Regions from separate parts of the Sus scrofa genome. Here region 1 is linked to region 2. A link is a contact called in public HiChIP or PLAC-seq data. All regions are on one chromosome and are shown on one strand. The core of a region is the stretch at or near the end of the contact, and the rest is flanking DNA. Distances in the headings are between cores, read along the strand shown. Region 1 overlaps LOC110256390 (a long non-coding RNA gene). Region 2 has its middle 23 kb from the start of HES1.

Region 1 (5,183 bases), core at 1,213-3,712, 100 kb before region 2:
ACCTGACTCTCTTTAAGGTGGTCCTTAGAGAGAGTCCCATATTGCCATCCATTTAACCCTCTCTGCGCTGGGTCTCAACCCACCCACACTGACATGGAGTCAGTCAGAGTCCAGGGGGGAGACATAGCCCATTCCGGAAACCTCAGCAGAGGGAAGCTAGCTGTGAAGACCTTGGAAGAGAGGAAAGGGCAGACTTGGGTGAAAGGCAGCCTTGAGAGTAGCAGCCACAAGAAAATGGCCCCATTCCTGCTGGAAGGGCAGAGAAGAGGTTGTGTTTCCAGAACTCAGAGAGAGCTGGAACCCTGGCAGAAGTCCCCTGGCAGGAATTGGGACCCCAGAGGTGATGCTCCAGATAAAGGGAGAGACAGAGAGAAAGGCTGGTTTCTACCCTCTGTCCTTCCCCCCGGGGGCGGGGGCGGTGGGGAGCCGAGGGTAGAAACCAGTCTTGGTGGGGAATGTGGCCGACAGGGGTCAGCCCCCTGTGAGAGAGGAACACAGAGGGACAGAAGACAGGCAAATGACCCGCCTAATCTCCAGCTAGTCAGACCTTTGGAAAAGAACACATCTTTCCAACCAGTGCTCTGGAGAGCTGGCCCTAGAAAGTAAACTTGCCTCTGGAAAGAGTCCCAGATCCTCTGCCGGTTACTGCAATTAGTGGTCGTGCCCAAGCCTTATCCTGCTGGGAGCCAGGCCGGGAAAGGGAAGTGTTTTTTTTTTTGTTGTTGTTGTTGTTTTTAGGAAGATCTGTTTCCTCTACATTTTTTCAAAGGATAGGGCAACCTCTGGTGCTTCAGTTTCGTGTGAGACCATGATAGCTGTCTTCAGGGGCAGACAGCTCTTTGGCAGGCAGGAAGGCAGACTAGCCTGCTTATTACTGGACTCAGGGTCAGGAGACCTGAGGCTAAGTCTCAGCTCAGACAAGTCACATGCCGTCTTTGAACCTCTGGCTCTACGTCTTTCAAATGCAGACTCTGTGTTTTTCAGGATTCTGTAGAAGTGAGGGACAACTTGTGTGTGTGTGTGTGTGTGTGTGTGTGTGTGTGTGTGTGTGTGTGTGTGTGTTTGTGTCTGTCTTGGGGGCGTTGTAGACCACAGAGTGCTCGGGTGGCAAGGCCTGTGCCTATGAACACAGTGTCACAAGAGAATTGCTCGGCCTGGTTTTGGAGTTGATGTGTCCCCTTGGAGTGGGTGCTTAAAATCCTTGTCTTGTAATCATTGAGTCCAAAAGACAATTGCAGTCAGCTTGTCCAAACTCTCTCCTAAAGGAGGAATCTTCTCGAAGATGATCCTTTCCCCTTTTTCTCCTTTCGTCTTTTTCTCTCTTCTTCCTTCTTTCCACCTCTCTTTCCCTCCTGGGTTTTTTTTTTTTTTTTTTTTTTTTTCTTTTTAGGGCTGCACCATGGCACAGGGACGTTCCCAGGTTAAGGGTCAAATCGAAGCTGCAGCTGCCGGCCTACACCAGAGCCATAGCAACGTGGGATCCAAGCTGCATCTGTGACCTATACCACAGCTCACGGCAATGCCGGATCCTTAACCCGCTGAGCAAGGCTAGGGATCGAACCCGCAGCCTCATGGTTCCTAGTCAGGTTCGTTACTATTGAGAGGCAGTGGGAAGACCCCTCCCTGTTTTTTCTATCCGCCTTCACTCCTCTCTTCCACAAAGATTTGGAGCCTTTACTCTTAGGCAGGCACCGTGCTGGTTTGGTCCTCTGGCAGGAATGAAGACAGACAGCGACCCTCGCAGAGCTTAAAGTCTAGCAACAGGGTGCTCACTACTTAGGGGATGGCCTGTTCGGGGGTTTCATTTTCCCCTATTTAAACTGAATTCTGCCTCCGTAGAATGCTTGTCCTGACCTCTGGAGCTAGAGAGAACAAGTCTGACCCCGTTTCCTATGTCGCCGCCCTTGAAACGTGGGAAAATAAACATGGAACACTCTGAAAATATTCTCACTCTCCAGTTTCCACTTGTGAAGGGGAAGCTGATTCTCCGTGAAGCTAAATTCCTCAAGGGCATGGGGTCAGAGCCCGGGTGGGCTATCATCTGGGTGCGTGGCCCCGTTCCCAGTCCACCTGGGGCGGAGGGAAGCCATGTGCTGGAGGCTCTCACTGGGAAAGAGCGCAGGTGGCAGGGAGGTGGGCCCACATGAAGCAAGGGGGTCTGTCAGAGGGGGGGGCCTGCGAGGCGTGGTCTGGCCGCCTGCCCAGGACAAGCCTGAGCTCCCGGGTTTCTGGTCTGATTCACAGCTTCCTCCCTCCCCAAAGGAATCCCCTTTATAGCTCTCCAGGCCTGACCCCAGCGTCCCTGTGAATGTCATCTGACAGCTGCACGGAGCGCAGCCATGGCTCCTGCGCCGGGTGCCAGCTGGATGTGCTCGGCGGCCGGGGCCCTGGGAGCCACCGCTTGGGATGTCAGAGGAGCGCTGCCCTTCCGTCAGCAGGAAGCCCGGCCGCAAACACTTGGACAGGAAGCCCGGGCGCTGGCCAGCTGAGCCAGCTCTGGTTTCTTCTGCGTCTGAGGCTTTGGCCAAGCGTGGAGGGAGGCGAGCCAGGTGCCGCGGGCGGCACTGACAGCACGGGCGGGCTCCCCCTCGGCCAGCCGGGGATGTGGGTTGAAGGGCGTGAACGGAAAAGCATCATCGAGGCTGGGCCAGAAGAGGTGCTTCCTGGAGGAAGGGTGAGGGAGCAGGGAACACAGCGTCTAGCAGAGCTGAGCCAGCTGGCTGAGGCTCTGCAAAGACCCGCTTCCAGACACAAATGTGTTCCCTTGGGTTCAGACCTCCGGCATAAACTCAGATCAGATCCAATCTGCAGGCTGCCTCCACCTCCGGGAAAACACACTGTCATCTCCCGGGGCGGGGTGTCTGCATGTTCCCAGCATGAAAATGACTCCTCTCAAGGAGAGGCTCTTTTATAACCTACCAAGCTGCATTGTGAGGGAATTGATAGAAAATAGAATGTGGTCCGCTGGGGACAAAGGCAACTTTGCGTTCAGGGCTAAGAGTTTTGTTTCCAAGCGCTACGTGTGATTATCTTCAAGGCAGTCTGTGTGCATACAACCATCTGAAAGACCCCCAGGATTTGCAGAGCGCCTAAATTTTCTTTAAAATGATATTTATTTTTTCCATTATAGTGGTTTATAGTGGTTTATAGTGTTCTGTTGATTTTCCACTGTACGGCAAAGTGATCCAGTCACACATGCATATATACATTCTTTTTCTTATGTTATCCTCCATCATGCTCCATCATAAGTGAGTAGATACAGTTCCAGTGCTATACAGCAGGACAGAGTGCTTAAATTTTTGACCAGTCACTCAGAGATTTCCACCCCCCCACACACACACATCTGCCTTGCACAAGCTGATAGGCTGGTGAGGACCAGGAGGCGAGTAAATTTGTTCAAGGTCCTGCAGCTCAGCAACGGCAGAGCCAGAAACACTGCCATGACTTGTGATGCTCCAGAAAGAGAACTTGGATGATGACTCTCCACGTGCACAACTGTTTCTCTGTCTCCTACCTTATTCTGGACTGTATGCATTCAAGCACAGGCGCATGGGGGTGGGAGGGAGGGTGGAAGTTGGGGGAAGGGGGCTGGGAAGGGGTGTGTGAGCACTCTGGCTGGCGTGGGCTGCTAACATCTCATCATTTTGTCAAAGCCTGTTTTGAAAACCTCCTCCTGGGTAAAGCCTGCCCGTTGCTTTAGTCACTCTCCTTGGCATCAGCTGCCGCCCTACGCCACAGCCACAGCAATGCAGGATCTGAGCTGAGTCTGCCACCTACACCACAGCTCAGAGCAATGCCAGATCCTTAACCCACTGAGCAAGGCCAGGGATCGAACCTGCAACCTCATGGTTCCTAGTCGGATTCTTTTCCTCTGCACCACGATGGGGACTCTGCCTTGATGTTGTTCATACTTTGTGCTTAATAGGAGTCCAGTGTTAATTCCACAAGTGAATACATGAATGAGTGAATTTGCAAATGAAACCATTATAGAACTAGTTAGATTTAAATTCAGGTTCTCATCTGGAAGCAGTATCATATAGCTGCGTATAAGCTCATTGGGAGCTAATTTGCAGGCCTGATTTAAACACCAGTTCTGCTATTTTCTAGCTGTGAAAACTTGGGCATGTCCCTTACTTTTTTTCTCAGTCTTAATTCTCAGCTTGCCTGTATGAGAGATAGGGTGCAGACTACCTCACATCGTTCTGTGAGATAAATAGACTACGCATGAAAAGCTGGGGGCCCAGTGCTGGACACACAGTAAGTGCTGAAGAAATGGTGGCAGTTGCTCTTGGAAGAAAATAGTGTTACTGCTGGAAGTCTCTTTATGCTCAGAGTCAGCTTGCAGATTCAGCCTCAGCATCTTCCCTGACATACAGAGGGGATATTATGAGGATAAATGGAAAGATAGCCCTTAGCCCGGAAAAAATGGGGTTATGGAGACCCAGGCAGCTTGGCAGGAGTCTCCCCATGCGGCTCTCCTATAACCACCCCAAACTCACTGTCCAAAACAGACCTCCTCATTTCTGTCCTCTACCTCCCAAGCCGCTTTTCCTTCTCCAGCTCTCCAGATCCCAAGTCAGAAATCAAAGGTCATCTGTGAATGAGGCTTTCTCCCTCCTGACACCAGCAGCTACCAGAGCTGCTACCATTCCCTCCTCTGCATGCCCCTGCGTGGTCATTGTCCTCACCTATGTCATTTCGGTAGCTGCTTCCAGTGGCTTCCAGGTCCATCAATTTAACCACTGTGCTACTAGGCTTATGCTTCAAATGACAAGTCCGGCCTTGTTCTGCTCAGCTTCTGAAATCTCCAGTGCCTTTCCATTCATAGCAGGCCAAAGTCCAGTTCCAGGACTATTCTCCACCGGACTCCCCAGGCTCATCTCTTAGCATCCTTTGCTTGTCACATGGTCCAGCCTCACAGATGAACTTCATTCTGTGCTCCTCCTTCACTCGCTGTTCTCCTCTCTTACATTTTTAAATGTGGTTACCTAGCTCCCGCGTCCTCATCCCCAGAATTTCCATCCTCACCAAGATGTCACAAGTAAGTCATTCAATACTATCCTGAGGCTTTGGAGTTTTTAAACAGTTTTTGTTTTTGTTTTTTTAAAGGTATTTCTCTCAGTTCTAGTTTGTAACTTACCTCTGGGAAAATCTGATCAATGGTATATTTAAGAAATATATAT
Region 2 (5,197 bases), core at 1,726-4,225:
CTAAGTAGGGTGTAGATAAAGCAGAAGTTTTCAGCACCTAGAGAAGAGGAAGTCTGTTCAGCACAAATTCCAATTAGCTTGTAAGAAAAGGTGCATGAAGAGAATGGCTTGGGAGTTTCCGTCGTGGCGCAGTGGAAACGAATCCAACTAGGAACCATGAGGTTGCGGGTTCAATCCCTGGCCTCACTCAGTGGGTTAAGGATCCTACGCCACCTGTGAGCTGTGGTGTAGGCCACAGACGCAGCTGGGATCTGGCATTGCTGTGGCTGTGGTGTAGGCTGGCAGCAACAGCTCCAATTAGACCCCTAGCCTGGCGACCTCCATATGCGGCAGGTGTGGCCCTAAAAAGACAAAAAAGAAAATAGCTTGTGTTGATGTTGCAGAGGGCCTTGGAAGTTGAAGAGGTTGTGCTTAATTCTCTAGGCAAGGAGGAACCATGACGATTTTTTTCTGAGAGGGTTTTAAGAGGGAGAAGATCAGGAGTTCCCATTGTGGCTCAGTGGTTAATGAATCCGACTAGGAACCATGAGGTTGCAGGTTTGATCCCTGGCCTCACTCAGTGGGTTAAGGATCTGGCATTGCCGTGAGCTGTGCTGTAGATCGCAGATGCGGCTCGGATCCTGCATTGCTGTGGCTATGGTGTAGTCCGGCAGCTCCGATTTGATCCCTAGCTTGGGAACTTCCATATGCCGGGGGGGGGGGGGGGCAGCCCTAAAAAGACCCACAATAAACATACACACACACAAAGAGGGAGAGGACCAGAGTTCTGCTGTGGTGCAATGGGATTGGAGGCTTCTTGGAAGTGCTGGGACAAAGGTTCAACCCCCAGCCTGGTACAGTGGGTTAAGGATCTGGAGTTGCTGCAGCTGCAGCTGAGGCCTTGACTGCAGCTCAGACTTGGGCTGAGAGAACTCCGTGTGCCGCAGGGCAGCCAAAAAAGGAAAAAAAAAAAAAAAGGATTATTTTGGCAGATGAACCAAGAGCACTAATGTGAGCACTTAATTCTCACAGCTTTCACAGATCCACCCACATCTCACCTGCTTGCTACCGGAGTCAGGAAGAGAAGGGAGGGCTAGGACTTGGGGGAGAGGGTGATTGGCAGCAGGGCTTTAATTTCAATGGAATGTTTTCATGGGCATCGCCTTTCCCTTCCTGGAGGGGTGGATGAGTGGAGTTTCCTTGGGAGTGTTTTTCTTGGGCGCTTTCATTGGGTTTCAACTAAAAACACAGGATATTGGTATGGATCTTCATGGTTTAGGTTGACTTGCAGTCCGCCTCCCAAACTTCCTTGAGGTTAGGTTTTATCTACCCCTTCTCACCATTCAATTGCCTACCAGATATAAATCTATGAAGAATGCCACGCTGGAAAGGGCCTCCAAGACCATGTGAACCATCCTTATCTTCTTTCTCCCTTTGTTCTGTAAAGAAATGAAAGGGAGAGAGTAACTCAATTCTAATAACACAAATCTGATTGCACCGTTTACCTCTATACAACCCTCCACTGGCAGCCTAAGACCTTAGCTAGAGCGACCCGACAGCCTGGTTTGCCCAGAATAGTCCAAGTTCTTGCTCCTTGCCCTGGTCCAGTTATTCATAGTGACCCCTTTCACTCCCCAAACTGAAGCAGTTTGGATGATAGATTAAATGATCCTCCCAAGTAACGCTTTCCAACATAGGGGCCCTGGTGTAGAGACAGACGTGGGAGTGGGGGGAGTCTCAGAGTTACGGGGAGGGTGTGTGTAAGCCCATCATGCTTGTATAGATTCTCAGTCAGCAGAGAGAAGAGTAAGACTATTACAGTTTAAGGTCCCAAGAAGGTCAAAGTTCAGCATAGGAATCCCTAGAAAACACTGGGATATAATGTCTTTATGTATGTATGTATGTATGTATTGGGCTGCCCTGTGGCATATGGAATTACCCGGCCAGGGATTAGATCCCAGCTGCAGTTGTGACCTATGTCCCAGCTATTGCAACGCTGGATCCGGGCCAGGGATCGAACCTGCATCCTGGTCCTGCAGAGACGTTGCCAATCCCGTTGCACCACAGCGGGAACTCCAACATAATGACCTACAGGATCCAATCCTCCCCATCCAGCCCCTCGTCCCCCGCCCTCCCCCCATCTCCTAGCACCCTGCCTCCCTGATTTCCATGCTGTTTCAGGGCTCTCTGCTTTTGAACACGTTTTCCTACTAAGGAAGGAAAGCTCTCTGCCATCAGCACCACCCCTCACCACCCCTCTTATCAGGCTAATGAAATCCCACCCTTCCATCAATGCTCAGAGCCTTCAGCCTCCTGTCCCCACACCCCCACGGGGCAGAGCTGAACCCTCTCTTCCTCCTCTGAGCCTTCTTGTGCGCTCTCTTCTGTCCTGCTGGCCCTTAACACTCTGTATTGGCTGTATTTGTTTATGAGCTTGTCTCTCTCCTGGACCGTGAGCAGCTTAAGGGCACAGTGGCCAGCACCTGGCGGGGAGAGGGGGGCCGAGGGGACACGGGCAGTGTGTGTCAAGCACATTCATTCAATACACATGTATTGAGCATTAACTTTATTCCAAAACTTTATTCCCCACTACATTGTAGGGGACCCAGTAGCGCACAAAGCCATGTCCCTGTCCCGGGGCATCCCCGCCCAGTTAGGAATCAGTGTGGTGTAGTGTGAGCTTGGGGGCCAGTCTGTGCACTGTGTGTGTGTGTGTGTGTGTGTGTGTGTGTGTGTGTGTACGTGTACACATGCGTCTGTGACAGCTCCAGGAGGTTTCCTGGAACCTTGGGTTCTTCTCAGGAAACCAAAACACTTCAGAAAAAGTCAGGCTTTTTCCATGAAGCTTCTTTATGAATTAAGCTGCATAAATCTCCGATCTATTTAAAAACAGGGAAAGGGAAGTCTGCAGAGACAAAAATAACTTTCTCAAGGTCAGTGAGTTGCGAGCTTAGTCCCTTGGGAGAGAAGCCTTGTGCCTTGGACCTGGCTGAGCCTAGGCCGAGGGGTGGCTGTGAGCACGCCTGCCTGTTCCTCTGGGAGGTAGGGGCTCCCCACAGTGCAGCCTCTGTGAGGCAGGCTGTGTGGGTGCCTGTCACCAGGCAGGGGCCCTTCCCGGGAGCTGGTCCAAGGCCACAGAGGCTGAGCAGAAGCCCGTGTGCTGTTTCTGGCGTGGAGGGCTCTGTTCTCAGTGGCGTCTGTGCACAGTTCCTGGAGTGGGGGTAAGACTTATGGCAGGTCCCGAGGGGCTTGGCAGAAGATAATGCAAACCACGGAAGCAACAGAAGATGGGGGGGGGGGCTGAGGGGAAGGGAGGATGAAAGAGAGATCAAGATATTGAGAGTCTCAGCCTGAGCCCTGAGATCCAGCTGTGGGACAGGAACCGGCGTCCAGCTTTGTGCTCTCAGAATACCATATCAGTCTCATGTCCTGTGTCTTTCTCTCTCCATACCCACCACCCCGCTCTTTCACCCCAATTCGCTGCTGCCTTTAAACAACCTTCCTCACCCCAACTCAGAGATTTTTTGTTTTTTTCTTCTCTCACTCAGAGGTTGGGACAATTCCAGGCAGCCCTGGGTCCCCTTCAAGATTTCCTCTTCCCGCCTTCACCACCTCCTTAACTGTACCCAGGGACACTCTTCAGAACTAAGAAGACTAGCCTCCCACAGGACAGAAGGAAAGGGGACCAATCCTACAGAAGGGTCACTGTCCAGACCCACAGGCCCAGGCTGGCCACTCTGTCCATGGCCCGGGGGGAGGGGAGGTAAGAGGGAGCTCCCTGACTCCCTTGAGGTGGGTGACCTCCAGGTCTGAGCCTACACTGGATTCCATAACAGCCTCCCCCAGCTCAAAGAAATACAGAGCCACAGGGAGAGGAGAGAAGCTGACCCGGAGGTGGCAGGGAAATGCCTGCTGCTGTCAGGTCACCTGAAACCCAAAATCCAGTCACTCAGCTACTCACATTGTATGCACCTATTGACTCTCATTCAAGGGGGGGCAGGCCTCTGGGGAGGGCAATTCAGGGGATTTGGGGCTCCAAGTTGGAGGAACCCCAGGACCACATCATTCAAAGCTCCCATTTTACAGATAAAGAAACTGGAGTTCAGTGAGGGCAGGTGACATCGCCAAGGTGACCAGGAGTTGGAGCAGTGCCCATCTCCAGGTCAGCTTTGGGCTCCACCAGGCCCCCTCCAGGGAATTTAAAGAGGCAGCTTTTCCTGGACAAGGATTGACTCAGGGCCGTGACTCATTAGCACATGAAACCAGTCAGACCTGGTCCTTCTCTGCCTTCCCACTGGAAATCACACCCAGCCCTGGAGCCTCTTCTAACCTCTTCTCTTCTCCCTCTGCTCTCATCTGCCAAACTGCCTGGCATCCCCAGCCTTTCAAAAAAGAAGCTCTTAGAGTTCCCGTCGTGGCTCAGTGGAAGTGAACCTGACTAGGGTCCACAGTGGAAGTAAACCCGACTAGGGTCCATGAGTACCTGGGTTCGATCCCTAGCCCCACTCGGTGGGTTAAGGATTGAGCATTGCCGTGAGCTGTGGTGTAAGTTGTAGACATGGCTCTGATCACACATTGCTGTGGCTGTGGTGTAGGGCACCAGCTGTAGCTCTGATTTGAGCCCTAGCCTGGGAACCTCCATGTGCCATGGGTGTGGCTCTAAAAAGAGCAAAAAAAAAAAGCAAAAACAAAAAACTCTTTTTTTTTTTTTTTTGGCTTGAATCCACCTTAGGGGCCCCCTTTAGAAAATTCTTTATTTATACCTAAATTCTCCAGCGGTGGAGAGAGCAGCATCTCATTCATCTGTCTCTTCACAGTGATGTAGTACAGCACATAGTAGGTGCTCAGTAAGTTTAACGTTGGAAGTATGAAAAGATGGAGACCAGAGACCAGAACTCTAGGCAGCCAGGAGCCATGAGCTTTCGAGCTTCATTGGTGGGTTTTCTCAGAAAAGCCCCAGACCCTGGGGTCTGGCAAGGAGAAGTGCCTTTAGACACTTGATGTACCTGTTACACGAGCAGAAAGTACTATTAGGCCTTAATAGACACTCAAATATATGCAAACAGCAGAAGTAGGCTCTCAAACCAAATTAGAATCAAGCTGGATCAAGTTGATAGACAAGACTTAGGGAATGAGGACTCCAGCTGGAGCAGACTTGGGGGCCCCAGGCCTTTTAATGTTCATTTCCAGAGATGTGAGCACAGACTTCCTTCAACAG

What was found. HiChIP or PLAC-seq counts read pairs in DNA pulled down with a chosen protein or histone mark.
Region 1: an H3K27ac HiChIP or PLAC-seq map of skeletal muscle shows a contact between it and region 2. The contact joins two enhancer-like sites. A contact is called at or near these places in 18 of 47 Hi-C or Micro-C datasets (adipose tissue, alveolar macrophages, embryonic fibroblasts and 11 more) and 2 of 2 datasets of contacts at active chromatin or transcription factors (alveolar macrophages and skeletal muscle).

The regions. Positions count from the first base shown.
Region 1 is chr13:131,257,985-131,263,167 of Sscrofa11.1, reverse strand. The region is part of intron 1 of LOC110256390 (a long non-coding RNA gene); the gene reads left to right. Among named protein-coding and RNA genes, the nearest start is that of CPN2, 77 kb to the left of the region's middle. Within about 2 kb of position 2,462, at least 46 of the 83 cell types and tissues checked have an H3K27ac peak or open chromatin away from gene starts, as enhancers often do. A contact at or near this core is called in adipose tissue, alveolar macrophages, fetal liver and 2 more, where this site is marked.
Region 2 is chr13:131,156,774-131,161,970 of Sscrofa11.1, reverse strand. No RefSeq gene overlaps it. Among named protein-coding and RNA genes, the nearest start is that of HES1, 23 kb to the right of the region's middle. Within about 2 kb of position 2,975, at least 28 of the 83 cell types and tissues checked have an H3K27ac peak or open chromatin away from gene starts, as enhancers often do. A contact at or near this core is called in adipose tissue, alveolar macrophages, fetal liver and 2 more, where this site is marked.